Regions from separate parts of the Sus scrofa genome. Here region 2 is linked to region 1. A link is a contact called in public Hi-C data. All regions are on one chromosome and are shown on one strand. Each heading gives the region's core, a stretch centred on a gene start, on an enhancer-like site or on the middle of the called end of the contact. The rest is flanking DNA. Distances are from core to core; before and after follow the strand shown.

Region 1 (5,857 bases), core at 35-2,534:
TATTCTAGGAGGAAGGACCAGCAAGAGGAAAGGCCTAGAAGCCCAAAGGAGAGAGATGTACACACCTGGCAGAGCAGAATTATCACAAAAGGGGGTGAACAGATGAGTTGTCACTTTGCCTCTCAGGGAGGTAATGCCACACCTGCAGATGGGGAGATTGAGGCTCAAAGAGGTGAAACCTCATTTGTCAAATGGATATTCAAGGTCCTTCTGTGCTCACACCCCAACTCATATCCTCTTTATGGCCTCCAGATTCAAAACAACATGAACAGGGAGTTCCCGTCATGGCTTAGTGGTAACAAACCCAACTAGTATCCATGAGGATGCAGGTTCAATATCTGGCCTTGCTCAGTGGGTTGGGGACTGGCGTGGCCATGAGCTGTGCTGCAGGTCACAGATGCTTGGATCCTGAGTTGCTGTGGCTGTGGCGTAGGCTGGTGGCTATAGCTCTGATTCAGCCCCTAGCCTGGGTACTTCCATATGCCACGAGTGCAGCCCTAAAAATACAAAAAACAAACAAATAAACAAACAAAAACAAATAATAATAATAGTAGTAGCATTTATTGAGCATTTTCTATGTGCTAAGTACGACTATAAATGCTATATATACACATCAGGAGATAGCCTGGGGCCAAATATGACCCAACAATTGTTTTGTACATTTTTAAATGGTTGGGGGGAAAGAAATCAAAGAATAGTATTTTTTGGTCATGTTTGCAGCATACAGAAGTCCCCAGGCCAGGGACCAAACCTGACGCAGAGCAGTAACCCACTCCACAGCAATAACAATGCTGAGTCCTTAACCACTAGGCCACCAGGGAACTCCCAAAGAATAATATTTTGAGACATATGAAAATGATATGAAATTCAAACTTCAGCATCCATAAATAAAGTTTTATTGGCACATGGCCACACCCATCATTTACCTATCACCCACAGTGGCTCTTGTACAATAATGGTAGGGTGGATTATATGGCCCACAAAACAGAAAACTTCTACTTTCTGCTCCTTCATGGGAAAACTTTGCTGGTTCCTGCTGCTGGCATATTAACTCCCTGCAGTAGCTCTATGAGAGAGATGCTCTTGCCTTCATCAGTTTATACAGACGGAGAAACTGAAGCACAGGACTAAGGGGCTTGGCTAAGGTCACAGTGGATAATGGCCAAGCAGGGATTTGAAACCAAGTCTGTTGGACTTCCCATAAAGTGCTCTCAGCTCTGCACCACACCTGCTCATGCCCTCTGGCCTGGCCTTTGGCACTTAGGGTTGGGAATGTTTGGATCCAGCCTGGGGAGGAGGTGGGCAGTCAGCAAATTTCCAGGACAAGCATCCTGATTTCACCCTGCCCACTCTGGTTGGGACTCTCTGGAAAGGAGGCCACTTTAGAGCAAATCAATTAAACAAACTCCATGCAGCCTGTGCCCTGTTTTTCTGATTTCAGTCAAAAGTCTCACATTCCAGGACCTGGCCGACTTGGGTTCAAGCAAATGTACTTGTGGGCAGAGCTGAGAAGGGGCTGTAGGATCAAGAATCCACACAAAGAACTCTGGCCTGGTCCCCTGGGAGCACACGACATTGGACTGTATAATCTGATCCCCCCTGGGGAAAGTGGCAAGGAGGGGACTGTGTGAGCAAATGGTGGGAGAGAAGAACCTGTGAAAGGGGAGCCTGTTCTGCAGAAGATGAGCTTCTCACTGTGACCGGGAGTATGAGAGGAGCAGCAGGAAAAGAAAGCTATAATTTGCTCATTTGACCTGTCAATCAAGTGATGAAGGTTGCTGTTTCTTTGTCGCATTCTATTTGAGAGATGTGACACCTGAAAAGGGAGTGTCATAATGCAGGCTCTTCCTGCTGGGCTCAAAACTGGAACTATATGAGATTAGACATCTTACAGCAGACCTCTTGTTATGCCTTCTATGTGGAGGCTGAGAACAGAGTAATGTAGAGAAAGCAGAGCAGAGAGACAAAGAGAAATGAGCTCCTGGATTCAGCCACACCTGAAGTTCATGTCCACCTAGTCTTTCCACTTACAATCTGGGCATTCATGTACATGGTTTACACATAGTAACTAATAATACTCTTACCAAATATTTCCTATCTCCACCTTCTCAATTACAGAAGATTTAATTATTATTCAGCAAATTCCAACTGATGCCCAAATTCCACAGGAGAAATATACTCCCCTGACCCACTGATGTCAGTCCCGGCCAAGGTAATGTGAGCAAAAGTGAGAGTGCCAAATCTGGGCCAAAGCCCAAAGAAGGACTGCATGTTTCTGCATGCACTCTTGTGCTACTGCCTTTGGCCATGACACAAATATATCTTGAGTAGCCACTAATCCAAAGAAGATGAGAAATCCATGGACCAGAGCTAGACATAATTCACAGATTAGCACTGAGCCCAGCAGATGTGTGAATGAGAGATAAATGCTTGTGGCTGCATACCAAAGAGATTTCGTGGATGTTTGTTACACAGCAATAACTGACTGTTACGTGAGCATGTGCTAGGACTGCACTTCCTGGTTTCTACGATTGGTTGGATTGGGTGGGGCTCTATGACCAGCTTGGGCACAGAGACCAGGAAATGACCTGTGTCACTTTCAGGCCAGAGCATTTTTTGTTTGTAAAAGACTCTCCAGAGTTCTCTTTCCCTCTGCCACAGAGACAAACAATATTTCAGACAGTGGCTGCTCCATCAGCCAGCATTGTTGAATCACATGGGGCAGGCCACAGTGAATATACAATGAAAAACCTCAGTGGATATACAACGTGAGTGAGAAATAAACCTTTGATGTCATTAACTTCTGACACATAGAGGCTGTTTGTTACTTCAGCGAAACCAAGCCTGTTAAAATAATGGTCTGTGAGGGAGTTCCTGTCGTGGCTCCCCAGCTAGTATCCATGAGGACACAGGTTCGAGCCTTGGCCTTGCTCAGTGGGTTAAGGATCTGGCATTGCCATGAGCTGTGGTGTAGGTCGTAGACATGGCTTGGATCCTGAGTTGCTGTGGCTGTGGCATAGGCCAGCAGCTACAGTTCCCATTCGACCCCTAGCCTGGGAACCTCCATGTGCCACAAGTTCAATCTAAAAAGACAAAACAAAAACAAACAAAAAGAATGGTCTGTAAAACAGAGACAGTATCAGTTCTTGCCTGGAAGCCTGGTTTTGTGGGTTAAATGAAATCACCATCTTTTCTTTCTCCCCTCCATAGCTTTCCTCACTTTCAAACACCCACTGCTACTTTTTTTTTTTTTTTTTTTTTTTTTTGCTTTCTTTTTTGGCCGCCCCATGGCATATGGAAGTTCCCAGGCCAGAGGTCAGATCCAAGTCGAAGCTGCGACCTACACCACAGCAACAAAGGCCATGAGGGATTCTTAACCCACTGTGCCAGGCCAGAGATCGAACCTGCATACAAGTGCCCAGAGATACCACCCATCCCATTGCACCAGAGCGGGAACTCCCCTCCATGTGCTTACTTATTACCACATTCCCCCCAGACTCTGAGATTCTATCAAAGAGAAAACCCACCCTTATTTTAGATCCCGCTAAGGATGACAAGAACCTGGCCGGCAGCAGATGGAGAAGACGCACCCTGATTTCAGAGATGGTAAAACAAGAAAATTGAGCATCTTAGAATCAGTGAGATGCGGTGAGTTCATTGCTTGGTGACTGTCTCTTCCGCTCGACCCATAAGGCAGAACGTCATTTGTTATTGTCGTTGCTGAGTTTCCGGTGCCTAAAACAGGACTTGGCACCCAGGAGGTGCTCGATCAACATTGACTGAGTGAATAAATGAATGAATAAATGAATGAATGACCTCTTTGAAATGATGCTAAGAAGTTTCCAAGCATGATCTCATTTTATCCCCATCATGAAGACATCATCATCCTTTGCATTTTTCAAAGGGGAAATTGAGGCCCCCAAAGGGCTGGTGACTGGCCCAAGCCACAAGGTCCAGCCTGAGATTGACCTCCCTGCCTGAGGCCTGGCTCTGGCCCGTCACCCCCTGCCGGCCAATTCCCGCATCAAAGCTTCCAGGGCAGCCCAGGTCCGACTTGGCCCCAACATCCTTCTACGCTTCCCCAGAACCTGTTTTGTGAGAACCTAATCACGCCCGCCCGAAAAGTCGACATCGAAATTACTGCAGAGCCCTTGACTCGGGGTAATTAAGAGCATTTTGGGACGCCTTGCTTGATTAAAAGCAGATCATCCGTTCAGAATGAAAATTCAGAAGGCAAATTGCTTTTGTTGCCTCCGAGATGCTATTTTAAACCCACACGGCTCTAGAGCTAATAACGGCCCGTCACTCGTCACTCGGGCTGTCGGCCTGCTCTGGACGCATTTGCATGGCTGCCGACCGATGTTTACACCCTGGAGGGACCCCTGTCAGGACATCAGAGCCAGTGAGGTCTAGGGTGGTGTGGATGTTGCCTGCAAACCTGCTTCCATCTCAGGGGCGCCCCTAGATTTGCCTGCCCCCCCAACTCTGTCCCCACCCCACCCTCTCCTGCCTGGACCCTGGCTTCTGCTCCTCCGTGGCTTCTCCATTCTCAGTCCCAAGCCCCTTCACCCTGCATTGTCGCCCAAGTCACCTCCCCTGGCTTTTCCAGACTCAGCTTGGAAGATGACCTGATCTCCACGCCGGCTCAGGGGCCTCCGCTGGCACTTTCAGCTGCCTGCACACCCTGCTCATCACCCAGGTTATAACAGCCCAGTTGCCTGTCCATCTCCCCACCTGAACTGTGAGCTCTGGGAGGACAGGGCAGGGTCTGCGTGGCCACCCCTGTGTCTCTAGCACTCAAAACAGGTCAGGGCACTGAGAAGTAGCAAACAGCGAATGCATGCATGCATGCATGAATGAATGAATGAATGCACTGGAGCAAGAGATGCTAGGGGCCTGTGGATCTTGCGACATCAAGCCTTCAAGAGCCCCTGTCTCTGCTCTGAAGCCCACCATCCTGCAGGCCCAGAGTCCTCCCGCCTGTTGCTTTGGCCCCTCCTTCCCCATCTCATCAGATCCTCCACTAAAAGTCCACTCACTGCTTCCCCATTATTGTACCATTGAAGCCAGCCCCTCATTCCAACTCCCTCCTGGACGGACAGTGTCCAACATAACCAGGTCACACCAGGTGGGAGTTCCACCCACCCCCAGGGTAAGGGAGGGGTGTAGGCTCGCCCTCTGCAGAGGCTGGTACTGGGGTGAGGGGCCAAAGGGCAGTTTCAGTCCAGAGTTGGTCAGAGCTGCACTGGGAAGTCCCTCCTGAAGTCTCACCTTGGGCCAGGGAGCCTGCAGTCTCTTATATCACAGTAGGTCCAGCTACAGGGAGGGTCACAGTTACGACTTGACAATATTGCCATCAAATGCAAAGGACCAACAGACAACATCTATCAATGTTTAAAAGTACAGGCATGTGCTCTGGACCCCGCAAAGTCACTTCTAGGAATTAATAATAATAGAAAGCAGGGGTGTTCCCCCATCCCAAGGGTGATCCTGCCCCTGGGGGGACATTGAGTGTTATCCAGAGACATTCTGTGGTTGTCACAACTCGGGGTGTTTCTGGCATCAAGTGAGTGGGGGCCAGAGATCAGCGGAGAGACCCCTCTGCTGTCCCCCTCATGTCCCTGCAGAGCCCAGGGCTAGGTTCCTTTGGGATCCAGGAGGCCGGGGCTGAAGCTTAACTTCCCTATTGTAGCCGCTGAAAAGGGAGCAGGTGTTGGCAGCTTTGCTGAGGAGGCCCCGCTCGACCGCCTTTGTGCCCAGAGCTGGTAGAATCCTCGTTCGCACCAGCCTCCATTCAACCCGCTGAATCCCACATTCCACCTTCGCAGCCACATTCTCCGCCCGAAAATCCCCCATT
Region 2 (6,441 bases), core at 2,563-5,062, 370 kb before region 1:
CCATTATTTCGTTCCTTTTAATGGCTGAGTAATACTCCATCGTGCATATATGTACCACATCTTCTTTATCCACTCCTCTGTCGATGGACATTTAGGTTGTTTCCATGTCTTGGCTCTTGCAGGTAGTGCTGCGGTAAATATTGGAGTACATGTGTCTTTTCAAGTCGTTTTGGATTTGATATGTATTTCCCTGATGACTGTAGGATGTGGAGCATCTTTTTTTTTTTTTTTTTTTTTTTTTTTTCTTCTTGCTTTCTTTTTTTTCCATTTTCTTTCTTTTTTACCAGGCTAGGGGTCAAATCGGAGCTACAGTTGCCAGCTATAGCCACAGCCACAGCAATGCCGGATCCAAGCCACAGCTGTGACCTACACCACAGCTCAAGGCAATGCTACATCTTTAACCTACTGAGCACGGCCAGGGATCGAACCCACAACCTCATGGTTACTAGTCGGATTCATTTCCGCTGCACCACGACTGGAACTCCTGGAGCATCTTTTCATGTGCTGATTCACCATCTTTGTGTATCTTCCTTGGTGAGATGTCTGTTCAGGTCTTGGGTCCAGTTTTTAAGGTGTTGTTTGTTTTCTCATTGTTAAGTTTTAAGAGTTCTTTATGTATTTTGGATAACAATCCTTTGTCAGATATGTCTTTGACAAATATTTTCTCCAAGTCTGTGGCTTATCTTCCCATTCCCTTGAGGACCTAAAATTATCGTTTTTGAATACAAATTCAACAATTGGAGAGAGTTCCCGTTGTGGCACAGCAGAAACGAATCTGACTAGTATCCGTGAGGATGCAGGTTTGATCCCTGGCCTCGATCAATGGGTCAGGGATCCGGCATTGCTGTGAACTGTGGTGTAGGTCACAGACCTGGTTCCGATTCTGCGTTGCTGTGGCTGTCGTGTGCAACAGCTTCGATTTGACCCCTGGCCTGGGAATTTCCATATGCTGCAGCTGTGGCCCTAAAAAGCAAAAAAAAAAAAAAAAAAAAATGGAGCCTCTATGTCTTCTTTGGAGAAATGTCTGTTCAAAAAAAAAAAAAAAGTTTGGAGCCTCATCCACTGGGAACTTCTAGGTTTGCTTTTGTGTGCTGCCCGCAGTTGGTTGTGTTCATGGCCCTGAGGAGGGCTCCTCGGCCAAGTTCAGGTTCAGTGGGGCCAAGGCGAAGCTCAGTGAGCGAGTCTGCCGTAGTTTCTGGAAGAGACCTTGGGGCTTTGGTTCCATGTGTCTGCCGTGCCCGACTTAGTGCAACAATCTCCTTGGGCAGATGGGGAACCTGAGGCCCAGAGCAGAGAATGACTCAGCCCAGTCACAGGATGCATTATCATCCTGCTCAGTCGAGACAGTGGAGCTGATAGATGGGCTTTTGGGGAGGTGACTGGATGCTGGTGCCCCCAACCTTGGGCAGCTTTTCCTCGAGGTGACCCCGGGCTTCTCTGGCTTGCAGCGAGGGTCTGATCGCTGACCTCCCCCATGTCCTGGGCTTGGCCATGGCTCACCTTGCATGGACTGACTGCCGGCCCTGCCGAGTCAGGGGCCTGGAACATGGACCCACGGGGTGGATATGGGACGAGGGAACGCAGAGTGCACTCAGTACCTCAACAGCCCCGGGGGTTCTTTGGGGACTGGAAGTTGATGAATGCGTGTTTTAGGAGCTCTCATGACAAGACGGAGTTTGTTTGGTTATTGTGCTAGCAAGAGAGGAGTGTGCCTGCCTAGTCCTGAGTGCCGTCTCTGGCTGCCCCGTGGGAAAGTGCGGGAGGGCTGTCTGGCACCATCCCTGGAGCCCAGCTAGCTTGCTCGACCTTCCTCCTTCCCAGTCATTGACCTCAGGGCATGTTAATTATTCACAATCAACCGTGACCTTCACCTCTGTGTGAAGTAGCTCAGCGTGGGATCCGGGGAAAGCCACGCTTGACCAACCACCCAGCACAGGGCACAGGGCCGGGGTCTGTGGGTTTGGGACCCCTGGGGTGGGTGAGGCTCTGAAGTGGGCTGGTTCAGGGGCAACCTCTGACTCTCGGGCCCTCTGCCAGGGTTGCACTGCAGCCTGGGGCTTGGAGGGAATGACACACGTGCCTCACTGCTGGGGGTGGGGGGCAGGGGGAGGCCGGGAGCCTGGGCCGGCCAGTGGCCTGACCGTGTGCTCGCCGCCCTGCAGGACGTGGCCCAGTGGAACATCGGGAACCTGCGGACCATCCTGGACATGGTGGAGCGCGAGTGCGGCACGATCATCGAGGGCGTCAACACCCCCTACCTGTACTTTGGCATGTGGAAGACCACCTTCGCCTGGCACACGGAGGACATGGACCTGTACAGCATCAACTACCTGCACTTTGGGGAGCCCAAGTCATGGTGAGGGCCAGCTCCGTCAGCCACTTCTGAGGGAGGAGGAGGGGCTCCGTCACCCTCAAGGCATCAGGAGAGGCTGCCCCGCTGGGCAGGGGATCCCTTTTGTGTGGCTCCCGGGGGATGTGGCTCAGGCTGTGGCTCTGGGGGGGCAGGCAGAGGTGGGGGGACTCTGGCTGCTCCACCTGCTGGCCCCACCCCAGCTAGATAAGGGAATGCATACCCCAACCTGCCACCCCCTGACAGTGGAGCTTGTGCTTTGTGTCCGGGGTACCTCATGGTAGCGCCTCCTGGAACCGAGGCTGTTGTGCTGGGGGCTCATGGGGCCGAGGACCTGGGGAGTGGGTGGCTTTGTGCATGGGCCTTCCCTCTCCTCCTCGTTGGCCTGCAGGTTGGGGGAGGGGTTAGCAGCTCCCTCCCTCTCCCACTGTGGGGGTTCACCTGCTGTTTGCAGGGCAGGGTGGGCAGGCCGCCCCGAAGGGCACCTTGTGAGCCAGGGGCCCCGCAGGCTGGGTTGGATCATGTTCTGGAATCTCTGAGCTGAGCACTCCCCTGGCCGGCAGCTTCTGCTGGCAGGGCGACAGGAGGCTGTCTTTGTTCACTGTGGTTTCCAGCAGAGCCTTCTGCTGGGGACTTTGCATCTCTCTGCCTCTCCCCAGCCCTTAGAAAGTTCTATTGTCACAATAATCGCCACAGCTCAGAGGGTTGCGGGCGGGAGGGGAGGCAGGGTGGGGCTCAGCCAGTGAGCCCTCTCCTTTGTACGGGGGGCACCCTGGCCAAGGCGCCCATACCTTGTCATCCCAGCAGAGAGCTGAGCCCCCATTGGCTGAGCCTGTGCCTGCCGGTCTGGGGGTCCTTTGCCTGGGGGGTGGGAGCAGGCCCACTGAGCGGAGGGCTCAGCAGCCGGGCCTCCCTGTTGGCCGTGTGACTACCCTCGCCTCACCTCTGGTGTGGGCAGAGGAAGGCCCCGGCCCACTGTCTGGCAGCAGTTCCCACTCGGATGGCAGGGGAGGCTGGAGACGAGTTGGGGACCGGCATGGTGGGCTTTATGTGGGTTTCCCATGGCTGCTCTAACAAAGGACCACAGGTCACGCTTGCTCTCTGCCAATTCTGGAGTCAGGAGTCTTGCCTGGTCTCACGAGGCTAAACCCAGGTGTGTGCAGGGCTGGTCCTTCTGGAGGCTCCGGGGCAGAATCAGTTTCTCCTTTTCCAGCTTCCAGAGGTGCCACATCCCTCGCTCCATCCTCATAGCCAGCAGTGCGGCGTCTTGAGTCTCTTATAAGGACCCTTATGATGATTCTGGGCCCCCCGTTATCCGGGATCCTCCTCATCTTAGGGACCATAACTTAATCCCTCCTGCAGACGCCCCCCTGGCACGTGAGGTGCCATGTCCGCGGGTCCCAGGTTAGGCTGTGGTTCTTGAGGCCATTATCCTGCTGGCCATGGGCCCTCTGACCTTTGAGTTGTGCTCTTTTGTGTGTTTGTTGGGATCCTGGTGCAATTTCATGGGCTTCCTGATTTCAATCCGCTTCTCTACTTCATGGCTTTTCATAAGCCCTTGATCAGCAGAACCTCTAGGCTAGGAGGGATTTGCCTTTGGGAACACTTTAGAGAGACTGAGGAGGTTGGTGATGGTGGCTGAACAAAGGCCTGAATCTCACATCTGATGTGTGGTCCAGAGCACCCAAGTGAGTGTTTCCTGGTCAGGGTGCCAGCCCAGCGCTGTCCAGGGGTGGCGCAGCTACTCTGTCCCCTCCTCTCTCCACGGGGACACAAGGGTGGGCTGGGACTGCATGGAGGGCCCCGGTCAGGCCTGGCCGGGAAAGGGTCATGTTTGGCCCCAGGCCCGCACCTGCGGGGTGAGGGGGTTGGCTCCTTCCCTGGAGGGCTCTGCCCACCAGCTCCGCACCGGCGGCGTCTTTCCCATGGGTCTTGTGGGCTGAGTGTGGATGAGTGGCCTTCTGGCTTCCCGTACAGGTAGATCCACAGGCTGGGGCTGTGTGCGTGTGCATACGTGTGTGTGTGTGTGTGAGAGAGAGTGTGTGAGGGTGCGTGTGTGAATATACATGTGTATTCACATGTATATATACATGTATATACTGTGTCTATAAGTGTATATCTGAGTACGTGAGTGTGCACTTGCTTTTGTGTGTATATACAAATAGATGTCGGTATATGTGAATGTATATATGTAAGTGTGAGTGTATATGGTGTGTACACATGGGTGTGTGTGTGAGTATGCGTATGAATGTATGTATGTGTGTTGTGTATGTTTGTCTGTTTTTAGTGTGTATTAGGTGCTCATGTGTGTGTTGTGCATGTGTGTGACTGAGTGTGTACAGGTGGCCCAACTCCCTGGCCTGGGCAGTGTCTCATGGTGAAGGCTGTGCTGGGAGGGACAGCTACCCTCTGGCCGCAGGAACTGGCCCTGTCCCAGTCCCGTCCCGGCGCAGCTCCCCCGAGGGCCACTAGGTGGCGCTCCCACCCTTCCCACCGGGCTGTGGCACCCTGCGTGGCGGTGGAAATTTCCCAGGTTCTTTCATCCTTTTATGGACTCCTCACCTGGCAGTGGCATTGGCCGTCCCCTGGGAACAGCAGCAGAAGGAGAGGGAGCCTCTGCCGGGTGGGTGGACGGTGGGAATGCTCAGCCCTAGGTTTGGTCAGGGTCTTCCAGCTAGAGAGGTTCTGAGGGGAGAAAACTCACCTCTTCCTTTGAAAAGAAAGAAAAAAGTAAAGGAAAGCAAGCAGTCATTGCTGTATCCCAGCCCGTGCTGGCCAAGGAAGCTTTCAGGTGTGGGAGGCCTGAGGCGACTTGGGGCTAAGTGTGTTCTGGGGACTGGGTGGGTGGGTGGGGGGTAGTCAGGGCAGGGAAGGCGCTGTGCAAGGAGGAGTGGGCGTCTGGGGCCTAGGGTGGTTGGAAGACAGTGGGACTGGGTTTGTGGAAGGTCCCTGAGAAGGGACACTGGGAACTTGAGGAGCTGTAGGCCCTGGGTGACAGGTCAGGGCTGATGCTTGGCTCTGTTCACTCATCTCCTGTCACCAGCGCCCCCCAGGACAGCCCCAAACACTCCTGTGCCTGCGCTGCACCCTGGATTGCTTGGGGCAGCCCCCACTATCCACCCACCTCCACCTTCCCCGCAGCCTGAATCCTCAGGTGCTAGAGGAAGCAGCCCAAGCTTCCTTAGAGGAAGAACATTCCGGAAAGGTCCCTCAATCCGAATCTTGGTTTCTGGTCCTGAAAGGGTGGGATTGCATGTAGGGGTCCCCTCAGGCTGACCAAGTGTGGCTGTTGGAAAGGGGCTCTTCCGGGCACCATGCAGGATTCAGCTTCAGGGGCTCTGGGCTGCCCACCCTCTCCCCTTGGCCCACCCAGCTCAGCCATCATCCCCACCAGACCTTGGACCCCACGAGGGCAGGGTCCTTGGTCCCCCCAGCAGAGGCCTGGCACTGAGGGGAGCTCAGAGACAGTCAGGAGACCTGGATGCTGGGAGCACAGCAACCCCGTAGTTTCTGGGAGCCCTGGCTCAGAGGTCACATCAGATGGAGCTGGCCCTTCAGGCTGCATTCCCTCTTGGGCCAACACATGGGGAGGGGGGTGGCGGCAGGGGTGGTGTCCTTTCGTTCCTGGGCAGGGAGGGTGAGGCCTCTGCTTCCTGCCCTTCCCCTGAGCTGGGGTTGGGGGGGTGCTCTCCTCCAGTGATCATGCTCCCACGTCTGTTTCCCTAATTACACTGTTCCTCTTGCGTCTGCAGCAGCTTAATTGCAACCACTTCGGAGTATTTCGGTGACAGTTTTTTTTAAAGTGTCGACTTACTCAGGTTTACGGCGTCTCATGGAGGCTTTCCGGGTCTGCTGCTACTTGGGTAGTGTGATTTGTGTGTCAAAGTGACGTGAACAGCCTGGTGTCGATAAAAGCATGGAATTTGCTCCAAAAGGCCGGCATTATGCGGCGCTCTCAGGCAGTGAGGCTAAGAATATCTGAAGTGTTTGAGTGCTTCAAAAATCCCTTTTGAGATGGGGCTTTTGAATCGACCCAGGCTTCCCGTGGCCTAGACAGTTGGTCAGCGAGGCCAGGAGGTTGTGGGCACCAG

Evidence for each region. Hi-C and Micro-C count contacts between places; a contact is called where the count stands out from the background.
Region 2: a Hi-C map of liver shows a contact between it and region 1, with 17 times the contacts expected there. The contact joins two enhancer-like sites. A contact is called at or near these places in 4 of 47 Hi-C or Micro-C datasets (embryonic fibroblasts, epiblast stem cells and liver).

The regions. Positions count from the first base shown.
Region 1 is chr2:73,454,023-73,459,879 of Sscrofa11.1, reverse strand. No RefSeq gene overlaps it. Among named protein-coding and RNA genes, the nearest start is that of ZNRF4, 28 kb to the left of the region's middle. Within about 2 kb of position 1,284, at least 2 of the 83 cell types and tissues checked have an H3K27ac peak or open chromatin away from gene starts, as enhancers often do. A contact at or near this core is called in liver, where this site is marked.
Region 2 is chr2:73,825,097-73,831,537 of Sscrofa11.1, reverse strand. It overlaps KDM4B (lysine-specific demethylase 4B), which reads left to right. Exons shown (of 23, transcript XM_021084033.1): 6 at 2,163-2,356. Among named protein-coding and RNA genes, the nearest start is that of KDM4B, 62 kb to the left of the region's middle. Within about 2 kb of position 3,812, at least 6 of the 83 cell types and tissues checked have an H3K27ac peak or open chromatin away from gene starts, as enhancers often do. A contact at or near this core is called in liver, where this site is marked.